2 separate regions of the Columba livia genome follow, and region 1 is linked to region 2. The links are chromatin contacts, called in public Hi-C maps. All regions are on one chromosome and are shown on one strand. The core of a region is the stretch at or near the end of the contact, and the rest is flanking DNA. Distances in the headings are between cores, read along the strand shown.

The links. A called contact is a pair of places that touch in the nucleus more often than the background predicts.
Region 1: a Hi-C map of crop shows a contact between it and region 2, with 2.6 times the contacts expected there. The contact joins the enhancer-like site here to the promoter of SLC4A9 in region 2. A contact is called at or near these places in 2 of 2 Hi-C or Micro-C datasets (crop and liver).

Annotation. Positions count from the first base shown.
Region 1 is chr14:16,732,636-16,735,408 of bColLiv1.pat.W.v2, reverse strand. All of the region lies in intron 3 of PFDN1 (prefoldin subunit 1), which reads right to left. Among named protein-coding and RNA genes, the nearest start is that of PFDN1, 28 kb to the right of the region's middle. Within about 2 kb of position 1,513, at least 1 of the 3 cell types and tissues checked has an H3K27ac peak away from gene starts, as active enhancers do.
Region 2 is chr14:16,690,968-16,694,070 of bColLiv1.pat.W.v2, reverse strand. It overlaps SLC4A9 (solute carrier family 4 member 9), which reads left to right and starts at 1,779. Exons shown (of 21, transcript XM_021289176.2): 1 at 1,779-2,543. The coding sequence starts at 2,275.

The sequences.
Region 1 (2,773 bases), core at 264-2,763, 42 kb before region 2:
ACAGGACAAGGGGCAATGGGTTCAAACTGGAACACAAGAGAACTCCACTTAAATATGAGAAGAAACTTGGGGGTGAGGGTGGCAGAGCCTGGCCCAGGCTGCCCAGGGGGGTTGTGGAGTCTCCTTCTGTGCAGACATTCCAACCCGCCTGGACACCTTCCTGTGTAACCTCATCTGGGTGTTCCTGCTCCATGGGGGGATTGCACTGCATGAGCTTTCCAGGGCCCTTCCAAACCCTGACATTCTGGGATTCTGTGAAAATGCTGCTCTGCGCTGCTCCCCCAGCTGCAGAAGGCTGGAGCAGAACAGCACCCATGGGTGCAGCCTGCAGCAGAAATACCCCCTGGCCTGTGCCAACAGCACCCTATTGCTATGGGGGGCAGGCAGAGGGGGCTTCTGTGTGGGCCAGAGGACACTGCCCCTGCCAGGTGGTGCTCCCTTGCCAGCCTCCCCTGCCGGGACCCACAACTGAAGGAAAATCCACCCGCACACAGGACAGTCCTGCTGCCATCACTCCCCATCCATCGGCTCACAGCAGACCTGCAGTGACACTTGTGCACACTCAGCTGAAATGCCCGTGCCATGAGGACATCTCTTCTCGCCTCACTGCTAAGTACTAAAGGGCTTTTGTCTAAACAGTAAAGGTTGCTAGCGACAGCTAGGGCCGTGGGTACACCAAAGGGTTCCTTGTCCCTCTCACGCGGTCCCTCTTGCTTACAAGAGCTGCTTTTCAGGAAACCACCAGGAAAGGAGGCGCAGCGGGGGTTCCCACTGCCGGCAACTTGCTGACGCACGAGCAGCACTCCTGCCACCGCCACCCCTTCTCACGCTGCCCGGACCGACGCCGGGGGATGTCACATCTAAGGAACCAATCTGAAGGCTGCACGAGGAGACAGGTCACATAAAACCTGTGTATGCCTGAGCTCCTCCTCACTCTGTTGAATTCCGTGTGTTCATTTATTACTAAAGCATTTTTTAATGCAATTAATTTATGAAATGGTTCTGGCTCCCCGCCCCTGACAGTGAGGGACCCTGAGCACTAACGTGGCCTGATGCAGCGCAGGTGCATTCACGGCTGCCACAGCCCATGCACAGGGCTGCTGCATGGCAGAGGGACATGGTTTAATGCCATTTCTTAAGCACCACCTGCAGCCCCAGGCAGCTGAGGATTCAGGGAAATTGTATTTCCTTCAATCACTCTCCTTGGTCATGTAGCTTCTGGGGCAAGAGGATCTGGGCTGGTCCTGATGCTTTTACCCCTTCCTTCCACAAGTCAGCTCCAGGGAGACCGATTTCCAAGCTTAAGGAGCATCCCTTGAGCATCACGGGAAACCTGCAGCTGGGGGCTGCAAACTTCTGAGCTCTCCTGCAGGCACAGCAGCTGGCTCTCACTCCAAATAACAGCCCGGAGCAAGGGGGGGCGAGGAGCAGATGGTCACTGCATTTTCTGAGACAGTGTACGTCTCTGAGGAGCTGTGGCTTCAGTTTTGCTTTGGTAACCACAGGAGAAAGAGCAGGAGGTTGCGTGCAAACCCCTCCTCACCGCTATTACTGGGGTCTAGACAGGAAACTCCGTCTGTCCCTGGTCGCCTTCCCGGGGAGCAGCGCGGTGAGCAAGCGGGCTGACACGCACGGCCCAGCCACGCCAGCTCCGCCTGAGATCTGCGCAGCTCTGAGCTCTCGCCGGAGGCTGCGCTGCTCCAGCCACGAGTGCCGGGCCGGCGGGCCCTGCTCCCTGCGGCCCGAGCACCACCGCAGCCACCAACTCACGTGTCCACGATGGCCTGCAGCCCTAGATAACCCCACGTCCTCTGACCCCGCGTTCTGGCTGCTAGGTTTTACATCATCACCCAGTTAGCTGCATATATTTTCCTGTGAAGGTGTGTTCGCTGCTTCAAGTGTTAATTCTCTGTTGGCTGTGCCAAGGCAAGTGCAGCTAGCAGGGAATTTCCAGTGCAATGCCAGAACTGTACTGCTGGTTTTGGTCCCTCAGGAAAGCAAAGGTGCTGCTCTCCACAGCATCTGATGTTACTTCCACACCAGTAACTCCAGTCAGGAGCCCAACAGGACAAGGCAGCACACTGTCCCTGCACAGCAAGCCACACAACCTACAAGCTGTAGATCGAGAGCCCCAACCTGCTCCCCACGCCAGCAGTGTTGTACACGGCCCCCGCCCACCCACCCACCAGTTCCTGGCCAGACAAGGTGGTTACTCAAACCAGCAAGAGATACCATGGCCTGAGTCATGGACTCTCAGGGCAGGACTGAGAAAGGAGACTTGCTCTGGGAAGGTGACAGGGTAAAGGTGACACAGAAAAGCGTGATCTCCCAGCGCACAATCAGGACCACGCTCTGCAGGGAGGACGGGCAGTGCCACGGGGTGCTGGGGTCGCCCCAGCAGCTGCATGGAGAGCGTGGCCAGGCAGGAAGGGGAACACACAGACAGCGCAGCGGGAAGGGACTGTTCTGTCAGCAGCTGGGGCAAGTTCAGCCTCATGGTTCATGGCCACCACATCCACTTGCTAGATATTTATTTACCACACTGCAAAACACACTTTGAGTGTCACAGAATCCCAGAATGTCAGGGGTTGAAGGGCCCTGGAAAGCTCATCCAGTGCAATCCCCCCATGGAGCAGGAACACCCAGATGAGGTTACACAGGAAGGTGTCCAGGCGGGTTGGAATGTCTGCACAGAAGGAGACTCCACAACCCCCTGGGCAGCCTGGGCCAGGCTCTGCCACCCTCACCGGGAACAAGTTTCTTCTCAAATTTA
Region 2 (3,103 bases), core at 530-3,029:
AGCTTCAGCTTGAAATCCTCTCCTAGTTGGCTGCTGTCCTTGTCTCCTCCATCCTAGCCTTTTGTGACCATTGTGTTTGGGGACTACCATCACTTCTGGGTCCCCTTCACCGCTCTGAGGACTGCTTGTTGTGTTTGGCCTTGTCCTCAGCCCAGGTGATGGCCCAGAAAATGCTGCTGACACCAGCACTGGGCGAGCCCAGAGTCTTGTCCCAGCTCACGCTCCGGCTGCAGGACATTGCTGGTTCCTCGAGGTCCTGAGCCACCAGCCTCGCTGCCATTTTGGGTTCAGCAAGGCGTGATTAAATATTCCTGCCATTGTTGTCAGCGTCTCCAAGGAATACTACCGGATTTGGCAACCCCCCTGCTCACACCCTCCTTCTTGCTCAGACTTGACTTTTGCAATTGTTTGCTGGATGTTTTTCCTTCCGCCTCCTCTGTCCGTCAGAAGCCTGAAAACCTTTGGCAGCAGAGCCAGGAGGGTCAGTTCTGGCCTGGCCAAAGGGCTGTGTTCGTGGGGAGCCCCACACGGTGGCTCCCCAGTAGGCCCTTCCATGGGGATAGGGTTTTCCCCCCTGCCAGTTCACCAGGACATCCCCGAGGCTGGGTGTGCATGGGCAGCGTGCACAGGCAGTGTTTGCTGGCTGACCTGGCACCTCGGGAGAGGGAGGCATTGGCTCACGTCAGCTGCCAGGGAGGCTGCTGGCACATAAGGCTGGTAGTAGGCAAGGGCAGGGGGGCTGCAGGCTACCTTCCTGCCTGCCTCCCTGCCTCTGCCTTGCTGCCTTCTGCTGCCTGTTCCCCTTTGCCTGCCTTGCCCCCAGCCTGCAGTCTCAGCCCCGACCTGTCCCCATGCTCCACCCTCCCTCCACCACCCTGTCCGCAACTCACACCCCTCCTGGAGGATCTGGGGGTCTCTAGAGGCCGGGGCTTAAGCCAAACCCAGTGCCACACGGCATGGGGATGCCTCAGCACCCCAGGGTGCCCTGGCGTGGCTTTGCCCCCGCTGTGCCGCAGGCTGCTGCCTTCACCCCTCCTGCCTACAGTGCAGGGGCAGAATGAGGCCAACCCCATTTGGCAGCTGGTGATGTTGGAGAGAAGCTGTTTGTGCGGCTGGAAGGAGCCCTGGGAGTCAACCATGGGGCAAGGGATGGACATGGAGGAGGTTCGGTTGTACTTAGCAATAGTGGTGTTGATGGGGAGGGGTGTCCCCCACTGCCTTCCCCAGGGCTGGATCCAGCACCAGCAACTCCTCAGCCTCAGCTCCCGGCCCATCTGCTGTGAGACAGGTACTAGCACCCTGGGGACCAGGGTGTGCCCACCCACACTCCCCCGAAACATGACTTTGGCTGTGGTGGTGCCTGGCCCCATGCCAGGCTGCTCCTGGGGCTCAATCCTGCCCAGATCTGGTGGGTTCCAGCACAACCCACCCATGCTGGCTGTGTGTTTGTGTTGCCTGCCGCCGTGTTTGCACTGCACACAACCTGGCTGTTTGTTTGCAAAGAGCCAAGGGAGCCAAGCCTGGTGACAGCGACAGCAGGCATGCTGCAGGCAGAGCAGGCACAGGGCATTGCTCTCCACCGGCAGCACCTTGCTGGCCACTGCATCTCCCTGTGCCTGGCAGGGTGATGAGGCTGTGCCGCATCCTTCCTTCCCACACGCTCTGCAACATCCGCTCGCGCACCGCAGCCCACGCGGTTGCCCTCCACACGCCAGGGTGGCTGCAGCCCTGATGCACTCCTGGTCCTTGCCATGGGTCCCACCACCAGCAGCCCCCTCTTGCCCCACTCTGGATTTCCTCAGCAGTGACACATCCTTCCCCAGCACATGTCCCCACATCCTCTTTCTCGGGAAGAGCTGCCAAGTGCTGTCCCTCCTGCCATGGGCACATACACCCTGGCGCAGGCACCAACGCTGCCACTGGCTATCCAGCATTGGCCTTGCCATCCCCTCACCGAAGCCTTGTGGGGTGCAGGAGGACTTGAGGAGACCCTGCGCCCCAGAGTGCAAGTGCAGCTTTGTCCATGCGAGCCCGTAGAAGGAGGCAGGAGGGTCCCCAAGTTGGCAGCTGGGGATGGTAGGAGCCAGCCACACTGGGACCCGCCAGGCTGACCTGTGTTTTGGGATCGTTGTTTTGGGCTTGGCTCCCGTTTATTTCTTTGTGGCCAGTTTAAACTGGTTTGCAGCTTTTATAAGTTGTGGGATGAGTGGGATCCTGTGAGTGCGGGCAGCTCCAGAAGGGAGCCCACACCTGTGGCTGCTGGAGCTGTTGGCCATGAGAGCCCACGTGCCTGGGGCGCAGGGAGCAGCTCTCCAGGCAGCAGATGCCAGCTCACAGCCCGGACCAGAGGAGAGCAAGCCCGAAGCTGCCTACCATGCTTTTGGCTGCAGCATCTTCCCCTCCAGCATGGCTCCAGCAGCCGAGCGAGCTGGTGCCACCCTGCAGCGGGAGGAATGGGGGGACATCACCTACCCAGTGCTCTTCATCCAGCTCAACCAGCTCTTCAGCACCCCAGCCGGGCTGGAGTGGAGAGAGACAGCCAGGTAAGCACAACTGAAATGGCCAAGCTGCCTAGTGATGCTTTGGAAGCCCAGCCTTCAAAAGCCCAGCTCTGATGGAGCCCACGGCATCTCCAAAGGTTGGTGGTTCCTCAGACTCAGCCCCGAAACAGGGCTGCTTGCTGCCCTCTGCTCCCATCAGTGCCCACACTGTTTCTGCCTGGCTCAAGTTGACTCATTTCACGGGAGAGGGCAAAGTGTCAGGCAGTGACCTGCACAGGCAGAGCGCCCTTGCCTTTGCTTCTGCCTTTGCTGCCTCTCCAAGGCTCCAGTGGCTGCACTGGGACTGGGAAAGTGTTCTGATGCTCCCCAGATCCAGCATGTCTCGGAAGGTGACCAGGGAGGTAGGTCAAGGCAGGCTTGGCTGCTGGACAATGGGGCCCAAAAGAGAGGAGCTGGGGCCAGCTGGGTGCTGGTGTGGGGCAGGCTGCGATGTGCCCACACCCCACACCACTCCTCTGAAGCTCGACAGGGGCACAGGAACATGGGTAGCGGGGGTCTGGGGGTAGTGATAGGTCTGCCTCAGGGGTCAGAGGGTCTGGGGG